Regions from separate parts of the Bos taurus genome. Here region 1 is linked to region 2. A link is a contact called in public Hi-C data. All regions are on one chromosome and are shown on one strand. Each heading gives the region's core, a stretch centred on a gene start, on an enhancer-like site or on the middle of the called end of the contact. The rest is flanking DNA. Distances are from core to core; before and after follow the strand shown. Region 1 overlaps KCNK17 (potassium two pore domain channel subfamily K member 17). Region 2 overlaps KCNK5 (potassium two pore domain channel subfamily K member 5).

What was found. A called contact is a pair of places that touch in the nucleus more often than the background predicts.
Region 1: a Hi-C map of liver shows a contact between it and region 2, with 1.8 times the contacts expected there. The contact joins two enhancer-like sites.

Annotation. Positions count from the first base shown.
Region 1 is chr23:13,163,925-13,167,960 of ARS-UCD2.0, forward strand. KCNK17 (potassium two pore domain channel subfamily K member 17) reads right to left here. Exons shown (of 5, transcript NM_174558.2): 5 at 2,628-3,348. The coding sequence ends at 3,053. Among named protein-coding and RNA genes, the nearest start is that of KCNK17, 13 kb to the right of the region's middle. Within about 2 kb of position 1,422, at least 78 of the 102 cell types and tissues checked have an H3K27ac peak or open chromatin away from gene starts, as enhancers often do. A contact at or near this core is called in liver, where this site is marked.
Region 2 is chr23:13,068,395-13,072,627 of ARS-UCD2.0, forward strand. All of the region lies in intron 1 of KCNK5 (potassium two pore domain channel subfamily K member 5), which reads right to left. Among named protein-coding and RNA genes, the nearest start is that of MIR2377, 17 kb to the right of the region's middle. Within about 2 kb of position 1,962, at least 5 of the 102 cell types and tissues checked have an H3K27ac peak or open chromatin away from gene starts, as enhancers often do. A contact at or near this core is called in liver, where this site is marked.

The DNA.
Region 1 (4,036 bases), core at 172-2,671, 95 kb after region 2:
TAGAAGTAGTAAGACTCAGACTCCATGAAGCCAGCCTCTTCTTTTAGAGGTGAGGAAACTGAGGCACAGAAAGAGGAGTGGCTGGTTAAGATCTCACAGGACTTAAAAAAAAGGAATCTTCCTGCCTCCTCCAGAGAACTGGCAGCGATCATTAAGATGACCCACTGACGGGGATCAGTGGCTACCTCCCATCTTAACATCCATGAAGAATCTCATTTCCCTCATTTTAAAATAGCATTAAATAAATAGCTCCTTTCTCACAGAGTTGATGGGAGAAGAAAATGACCAAGAGCTTAGAACAGTGTCTGATGCGTAGTAAGCACCCAATAAATGTCAGACATGATAATGATGACGGCGGCGATGATCATAAAAGATGCCACTGTTTTAAAGGTGACGGCTGTTTGACATTGAGTCTGATCTTGCCCGGGCTGTGCTGGAGCCACAGAACTGGGCCGCCCATCCATGAGGGAAAGGGGAAACAGCAGCTGCCTGGGGTGAGGATTCTGTCTGCCCCTCCGCATCAGGATCCCCAGGCTTGCATTTGCCTACTCGGTCTGCCCTTCCTGGTCTCTGCTAGGAGGTTCCCCTGTGACTCATGAGAGTCCAGACCCCTCCTGGCCAGCAGCACCACGGCATCAGCCTGGGAGCCTCCAAGGGCAGGGCTTAGTCCTGCATCACCACTTGCTCAGCCCAGTCCCCCTGGCCAGCCACCCACTCCCCGCAACCCAACCCTCAACCCCGCCCCAGCCCCAGAGGGATCAGCAAAGGCTGCTGCCTGCCACGTGGCTGCCGGCCGGCAGTGTCCGCCTCCTGCCTCAGCCCCCGGGCCTGCTGTGGACTGCCAGCAGCTGACGTCCACATTACGCTTCCTCTGGGCTGACGCACACTCTTCTGGTACTTTGCACAGTCACTCATTTAATTCCGGGAGATCAGCTCTGCTCTTATCTCCGTCTCACGGAGGAGAAAACTGCTGCAAAGAAGCTTCGAGTGATTTGTCGGGGATCACGGAGCTGGTCCAGGGCGAGCCAGGCACCACTACAGTATACAGTTTTGAGGGCCCCATTCCCCCTCCTCCTCCAGGATTTGGTGGCCGAAGTTGTGTGAGTGAATGAAGGACTTGGTTCCTTGCCTGCACACTGTGGATCGCTCTCTGGCTGCGACTATCACAGTATCATGGTTCCACTTCCCCTCCCTCTTGACTATGTGGGAAAGACCTCACTGCCCATTTTGCTCTATGATTTCAGTCCTGAGGTCGGCTTTTCTGTTCTCGTCCCTTTCCCAGATCCCGACCTCTTTCTGTTTCTTATTATTTGTCTCGCCACTCTACAACCCTCGCTGTTCACCTGTGTTCTCTCTCCTCTACCGGTCCCCACTTCCCGATTTGTACTGAGAGTCCCAGTGTCTCTTCTTATTGGCTGTGGGGCAGACGTCTGTAGGGAACTGGCCAATCAGAAGCTTTCTCCGGCCCCGCCCCCAACATCACAGGTTGTCAGTTGCCTGTGCGGCAGACATTCTTAGCAGGGATAGGCACGCGGTGATGGGCTGAGTGGAAATAGGATTGTCTAGAGAGGCATGTGAAGAAAGAGGTTCAAGGCAAGACAGAATTGGAACCACAGAGGCCAATCTAGCACTCCGGGTTCCTCTTTCCTAGTTCTGAATTGCTAGGCCCTCCTTCTGGGGTGTGCTAAGTACAAGTAATATTATTTCCAGAACTGCAGCAAACTCTTTTGTACTTCGACTTTCCTCTGCCCAGCCCGTGGGCCTTAAGAAGTGGGCATGGACCCTGAGGTTTACTCGCTGGTGTTTGCTCCTGAGTCTGGCCTTGGTCCACTTTGGCCCAGGCCAGATGGGGCAAGCTGGATGGTGTAACAACCCTTCCTTCTTACTCTGCCAAGAGACTGCCCCTGACCCAGTTCCACCAGGGCTCTGAGGCTAAGGGGTTTGCCCACAGGGAGGAGCTACATGGAGCAACCCCAGGTCCTTGAGATGCTATCTATAGGATGGTGGAGGGGAGCAGACTTGCAGGTGCCCGCTGAGACCAAGGACCCAGCTGCCCCAGGTGACCTGTAGGTGCTGGTTGGTACTGCCAGGGGCTCCTGGCTGGGCTTGGGTTCCTGGGTGTAGTGGGGACCACACAGCTCTGTGCTGCCTTAATAGCAACCCTGAGTAAGAGATAGAAATGCTTAGGGTGATGTGCTTTGCAAACAGAAATGACCTCTGCAAACTCTACCTGGCTTTACAAACAGTGGTTGGAGCCTTCAAATGCAGTGGGGCAGGCTGAGTCAAGAGGAGCCCACTGGCCTGTTCTAGGCTTTTCTGTGGTATAGTGAGTGATTGAGTAAGAATTAGGAGCCAAACTGGGACCAGTTGCCTGCTGCCTATAGGAGCCCTGAGAGGTATCAGCAAATCTGTAATGAATTTACCTGGAAGGTCTCTGGGGCTGTGGGGACCTGCACTGCAGCCCTCAGTCCATTCCCTCCTCCTGTCTGGGGCAAATCCACCTGGGGAGGGAGTGATTTCTCTAATATGCTCCAGTCTCAGAAGCTGCCTTTGCCTCTGGGTACACGTGTCACCTGGAGTTAGCATTAGATTTGGTTATGAGTGACAGAAAAACTCAATTCATAGTGTTTTAAATAAGCTTAATTTTTATTTCTCTCTTATATAAATGAAGTCTGGTGGAATCCAGTCCAGGTTTGTTATGGTGGCTCTGCAAACGTCAAGAGTCCAGGCTCCTTCTATTTCATTGTGTCACCATTCTCAAACATGGCCTCCAACTCATGGTGCAACATGGCTGCCAGAGCTCCAGCCACCATTGCAGCCAGCTAGAAGGGAGTGGTAAAGAGGAGTACCCTCCACACACTGTAAGTCACATCTGTAAGTCACACAGATTACTTCTCTGTATATCCCACTGGATAAAATTTAATCATATAGCTGCACCTAGCTTCAAGGGAAGACCAAAAACTGTAAACTCTAGTCTGGGTGGTCTTATGCTGAGCTTAAAATCAATAATCTTCTTGCTGAAGAAGAAAGTGGAACAAATGCTGGAATATAGTTAGCTGTCCTTTCCGCAGCATGAGACTTGAGTAGAAGGTTCTGGGTGCTGCCCCTCTGGAGAGCAGCTTGGCTGTGGGGAGTGGGGTCCTGCCTCCTCATCCAGGCCCTGACTCCAGCTTCGGGGCTTGAAGTTCCCCTTGGAACTCTGAGGATAGCAGGAGTATGATTCTCGTGGAGCCTCCAGTAAGGAGAGGATCAGTTTGATGATCAATGCCAGCCACGCCATCCCAAAGAGGATCCACAGAGACACTGTGTTCTGGTACCACAGCGGGTAATTCCGGGAGGGGTTCATTCCTGAGGGAGAAGCAAAGTCAGAGGATGCAGACCTGGGAAAGTCAGGACCAAGTTCCCCAAACAGAAACAGACACACATGGCTTTGTGTGTATAAGCAGAACGTGGGGGGGTCCAAACTGGTCTGAGCTGGCTGGGATCACCTCCCTAGGATTCTAGGAAGCCTCCTGGATTAACTCCTAGAGTTTTGACCCTAAAATTCCCCTTTGTCTTTCTGAAGGACTCTGCTTATGCTCTGTCCCAGTGGTTCTCAAAGTGGGGCCTGTGGACCAGCACCATCAGCATCGCCTGAAAGTTTGTTAGAAGTGCGAATGGTCTGGATTCCATTCCAGATCACTGAATCAGAAACTGTCATAGGAAACCCTCCGAGAGTGTGTAATACCTGCTCTGCGGTTTGCCTGTTTCTATGTTTGGTTTTCTCAAAGGAAAGGCAGCTTGCCAGCAGCTTTAGGAAGAAGAAATGGAACTGCTGGGGTTTGTATCCAGGCTCATTTCTCACTAGCTGTGTGACTATCATCTGCCTGAATGTCCTTTGCCTGTGAAATGGGGACAATAATTTTTCCTTCTTGGCTCATCCCAGCACCCACCATCTGCTTCTCCAGACTGGATTTGCACATCTCTCCCTTGAGCGCTGTGCTCCGGTTACTCTGGTCCTTCCCCTGTTTCTCCATCTATCAACCTTCCTGCCCCA
Region 2 (4,233 bases), core at 712-3,211:
AAGTGCCAAGATCTGGGGTCCTGGCCCTGCCCCCAGGGAGAGGCCCGGGATGGACCATCCAGCCCAGAAACCAGGAACGTGACAAATTCCCCCTAGAAATCAAGCCTAGGACCGAGGAAAGACAGAGACAAGCATGGGAGTAGGAAGGAGACAGAAAAACTGGAGTTCTACCCATGGCATGAGAAGAGAGGGAAGGGTGGGTTGTCCTGAAGGAGTGTGCCGTTTGCAGCGGCAGAAGCCAGTGTAAGTGGATCTGCAGACTTTGTCAAGAATTTTCCATGATGACACTCTCATCTGACAGGCTGTCAAACCACACGGCTCACTGCCTTGCCTACCCCCTCCCCACCCACCCTGCTATTTCCTGCTCATTTCTCTGCAAAGTAGAAACAGGGTGCCGCGGAGCTGGCTGGGTGCTTTACGCCAGGACGTTCAGATAGGAAAGAGGCCAACTGGTCCATCCGGTTGTAGGTCAACTCAAAAGGTTTCCTAAGCCATGGCATCTATGTTCTAAGCAGGAGAATGAAATGTCCCAGGGCCCGGGGTGTAAACAGATGGCAAGGAAAAGCAGGATCACTCAGCCGCCTTTGGCTGCAGTCTTTGCTATCTGAGATACCCATCTTATGGGGGTGGGGGGTGAGGAGAGCAGCACCGTCCTCAGGAAACACAGCCCGAGATGGCCGACACTGACCGGGAAATCACAGCATTGGAACCCCACCCCTGGTCAACCCCGTGGAGTCTCGGAGGAACAGGAGAGATGTCAGAAGTTGCCTCCCCACCTCCTTCTCACACAAAAGGAAAGGGTGGACTCTAGAAACTCCAAACTGAACTCTCGCTGACTCCTCTCTGGAGACAGCAGAGCACTTGGCGGATTCAAAGAGGAAGCAGTGGGCACTGGAAGCTGCTAGCACAGGTTCACCAGAGCAAGTCATGCTCAGCTAAGTGCATCTCCCACTCCAAAGAGACTGCAAAGCCTTGAAGTTCGGTGGAATGCAGTCAATCCAGATAGCAGCCAGGCAGCTGAACAGATGGGTGCAAAGATATTCGTGTGGAGAAGACAGAGAAATTGCAGGGAGGGACTGGGATTAATCCGGGTCCACATAAAGGCAGATAAACAACCCCAAGAAGTACTGATGATTATCAGTCTGGATCGAGGTCTCCATCATCATGCCAAAGGCCAGGCCCCTTGAATCTTTTAATCCATAGCACAGCAAAGACATAGATGGCTGACCAGTTTAATCTACAAAAGATGCGAACCTGGAAACAAGGCTGGGGTGGGAAGACAGCTGACACTGCAATGGCACCATCTGGACTGGAAAAATGGGCCCAGGGCTCCTCCGCTGGCTCAGTGGTGAAGAATCCGCCTACCTACGCAGGAGACACGGGTTCAGTCCCTGGTCTGGGATGATCCCACGTGTCACGGATCAATGAAGCCCTTGTACCACAACTACTGAGCCTGTGATCGAGAGCCCGGGACCCCCAACTACTGAGCCCACGTGCCCCAGCTACTGAAGCCCAAGAGCTCTAGAGCTCACGCTCCTCAACGAGAGAAGTTACTGCAAGGAGAAGCCCGTGCACCGCATCTAGAGAGTCGCCCTTGCTCACCGGAACTCGAGACAAGGCCGCACAGAGATAGAAGGTCCAGCAGAGCCAAAATAAATAAATAATCAATTTTTTTTGAGTTGAGATCTAGCTTTAAAAAAAAAAGGGGGGGGGGGCCAAACTAACAAGATACGGCTGTCTTTTAAATTTTTCATGTCTTATACTTTGGGTTAGAAGAGACTGACCCAAAGGGTCAAAGGGAAAAGGCCTTGGGTTTTAGCTGACCCCAAACCAACAAACATTAGGGTGGTTGCCAAAACAAAGAGAGGTAAATACAATCTCGGGCAGTGTTAACACCTTATCTCTTCAGGGCTGGGAGGCAACCAGCCCACTGTCCTCTGCAGGTCAGTTCCTCTGCACTCTGCTCCACTCTTGGCTGTTAGACTTCATGACATGCTAACCTAGGGGCCAAGGTCCTGGAGGGGACAGCTGTGAATGTGTCGGATAATGAGTTCCACCAGAATGGACTGCCCTTGGTTAGGCATCCATTTCTGATCATGGGAAGCTTAGGCCCAGGAAGACCAGTACACTTCAGGGATACTGAAGGTGTGACTGCAACAGGGGTTCTCAGGTGGGGAGGCAGCACCCTCTGGGAATGTTTGCCAGTGCTGCCTGAGTGGGAGCCTCCTATGTGCTGGGCACTCACTGTTTGGGCACCAGGGGGAGAGCTTCAAGAGAGGACAGTATCCCTGTCCGTCCCATGCTGCTGGCATGAAGTGGGCAGGGACCAGAGAGGTAAGACAGCCTGGGATGCTCAGGACAGCCCCACCCGCCATGCCCACATGTGACTCCGGAACCATTTAGTTAAGTGCTGGTGACTCAGTGGTAAAGAATTCACCTGCAGGAGACACAGATTCGATCCCTGGGTCGGGAAGATTCCCCTGGAGAAGGAAATGGCAACCCACTCCAGTATTCTTGTCTGGGAAATCCCATGGACAGAGGAGCCTGGTGGGCTATAGTCCATGGAGTTGCAAAAGAGCTGGACACGACCGAGCGACCAAACAACAATAGCAAGCAGACATCACACGTAAGAGCTGGCAAAACAGGGTAACCGAAGACGGCGTTATTGTTGGGAGCTTTGCAGCAGAAACGCTGGCTTCTTGCCCTTCACCCCACCGATGGTGTGTCCTTTGGGGCCTCCGTCCTGGGTTATCAGGGAGTCACAGCCCTGTGCACTGTCCCCTTCACCCCCATTATCTTTCCACGGTCACCCAGAGAGGGGCGGACAAATGGGGGCATTCCAAAGAGCCCTAAGCCCCCAGGGCCAGAAGCGCCACTCACCCTTACAACAGTCCAGTGGCGGCAGTTACGCCCACAGATCAGGTCAGGAGACAGAGGCTGAGCGCTTAACTGGCAGAACTGGGCCAGGTTCTAGGCTTTCTCTTGCAAGTCAGCTGGGCTCCTCACCTCCCTCTCTTCCCTGTTCTCTCTGCTCCTGGACGCCCCAAGCTTCTCTGCCCAGGGTTTCCAAGCAGCTGGCCTGGGGATCAGCTTGGCTCCATCCCCATGCTGGGGGAGAGAGCGGGATTTCAGTGCTGCTGTGTGTCAGATGCCTCTTGCTGGGGCTTTTATACATATTCCCTGACTGGCTCGTCCCCGAATCTGCCAGGCATCACCTGACAGGTGAGGAAAGCGAGGCTCAGGGAGCAAAGTTCTGGATGTGAACTTGGGCAGCCTGCTCCCTGTTCCCACTATGGGTCACTGTGGCTCCAGTTGGAACATCTCACTGATTAAGGTCAGGGGCAGGGTCCCTCAGGCTGGTGGGACCCTCTCCCCCAGAACAGAGAGGCTGACCCAGGATTGAGGTCATCCCTGGGTGAGGGGAGCCATTAGACACATCGTCTAGTCCTCCAGGGTTAGGGAAGTTGCTTTCTTGGGAGAAGGTGGACCTTGTTCACGCACAAGATGATTTAACTTGGCTTCCAAATTCACACAAGACAATATTTTCATTTTCTACATCACCCTAGAGAACGATGGGAGAGGGGGATCCTGCAGACAGCCTGGGCCTGGCTCTGGTTTGAGAACAGAATGGAGCTCCACCCCCTCCCCCGCCTGTCATCCTTGCAAAGAAGTGGCTGTGATTTACTGGTGAGGAGTTGGTGGTTACCATGCACTAAACGTTATGCTGAGCACTTTATGTGCCTCCAGCTCATTTAATGAGCAAAGAATCCTGCTGGGAAGTCACCGTAATTTTTTTCATTTTGCAAACGAGGACCTGAGGCTGAGAGGTTAAGTAAGTAACCTGCTGCTGCTAAGTTGCTTCAGTCGTGTCCAACTCTGTGCGACCCCACAGACAGCAGCCCACCAGGCTCTGCCGTCCCTGGGATTCTCCAGGCAAGAGTACTGGAGTGGGGTGCCATTGACTAAGGGATGCTAAAATCGAGGAAGCGGGGTGGGCTGGGGAGCCAGCCAGGATCTGGGTTCTGGCTGCAGGAAGGAGGCTGGTGCATACCTCCACCCCTTCACACCACCTGGAAAAACAGTGCCCTAAAACCAGCCCATCCACTCAGACAGAGTTCTCAGGGAGGAGACATTCACGCCTCTGCCTAGGCTTCAAGCAACATGCTACCCTGACTCCACCCTCCCAGAATCTCGCTGTCCATGAAGTCTGGGTTCCCTATGGCACCTCATCCC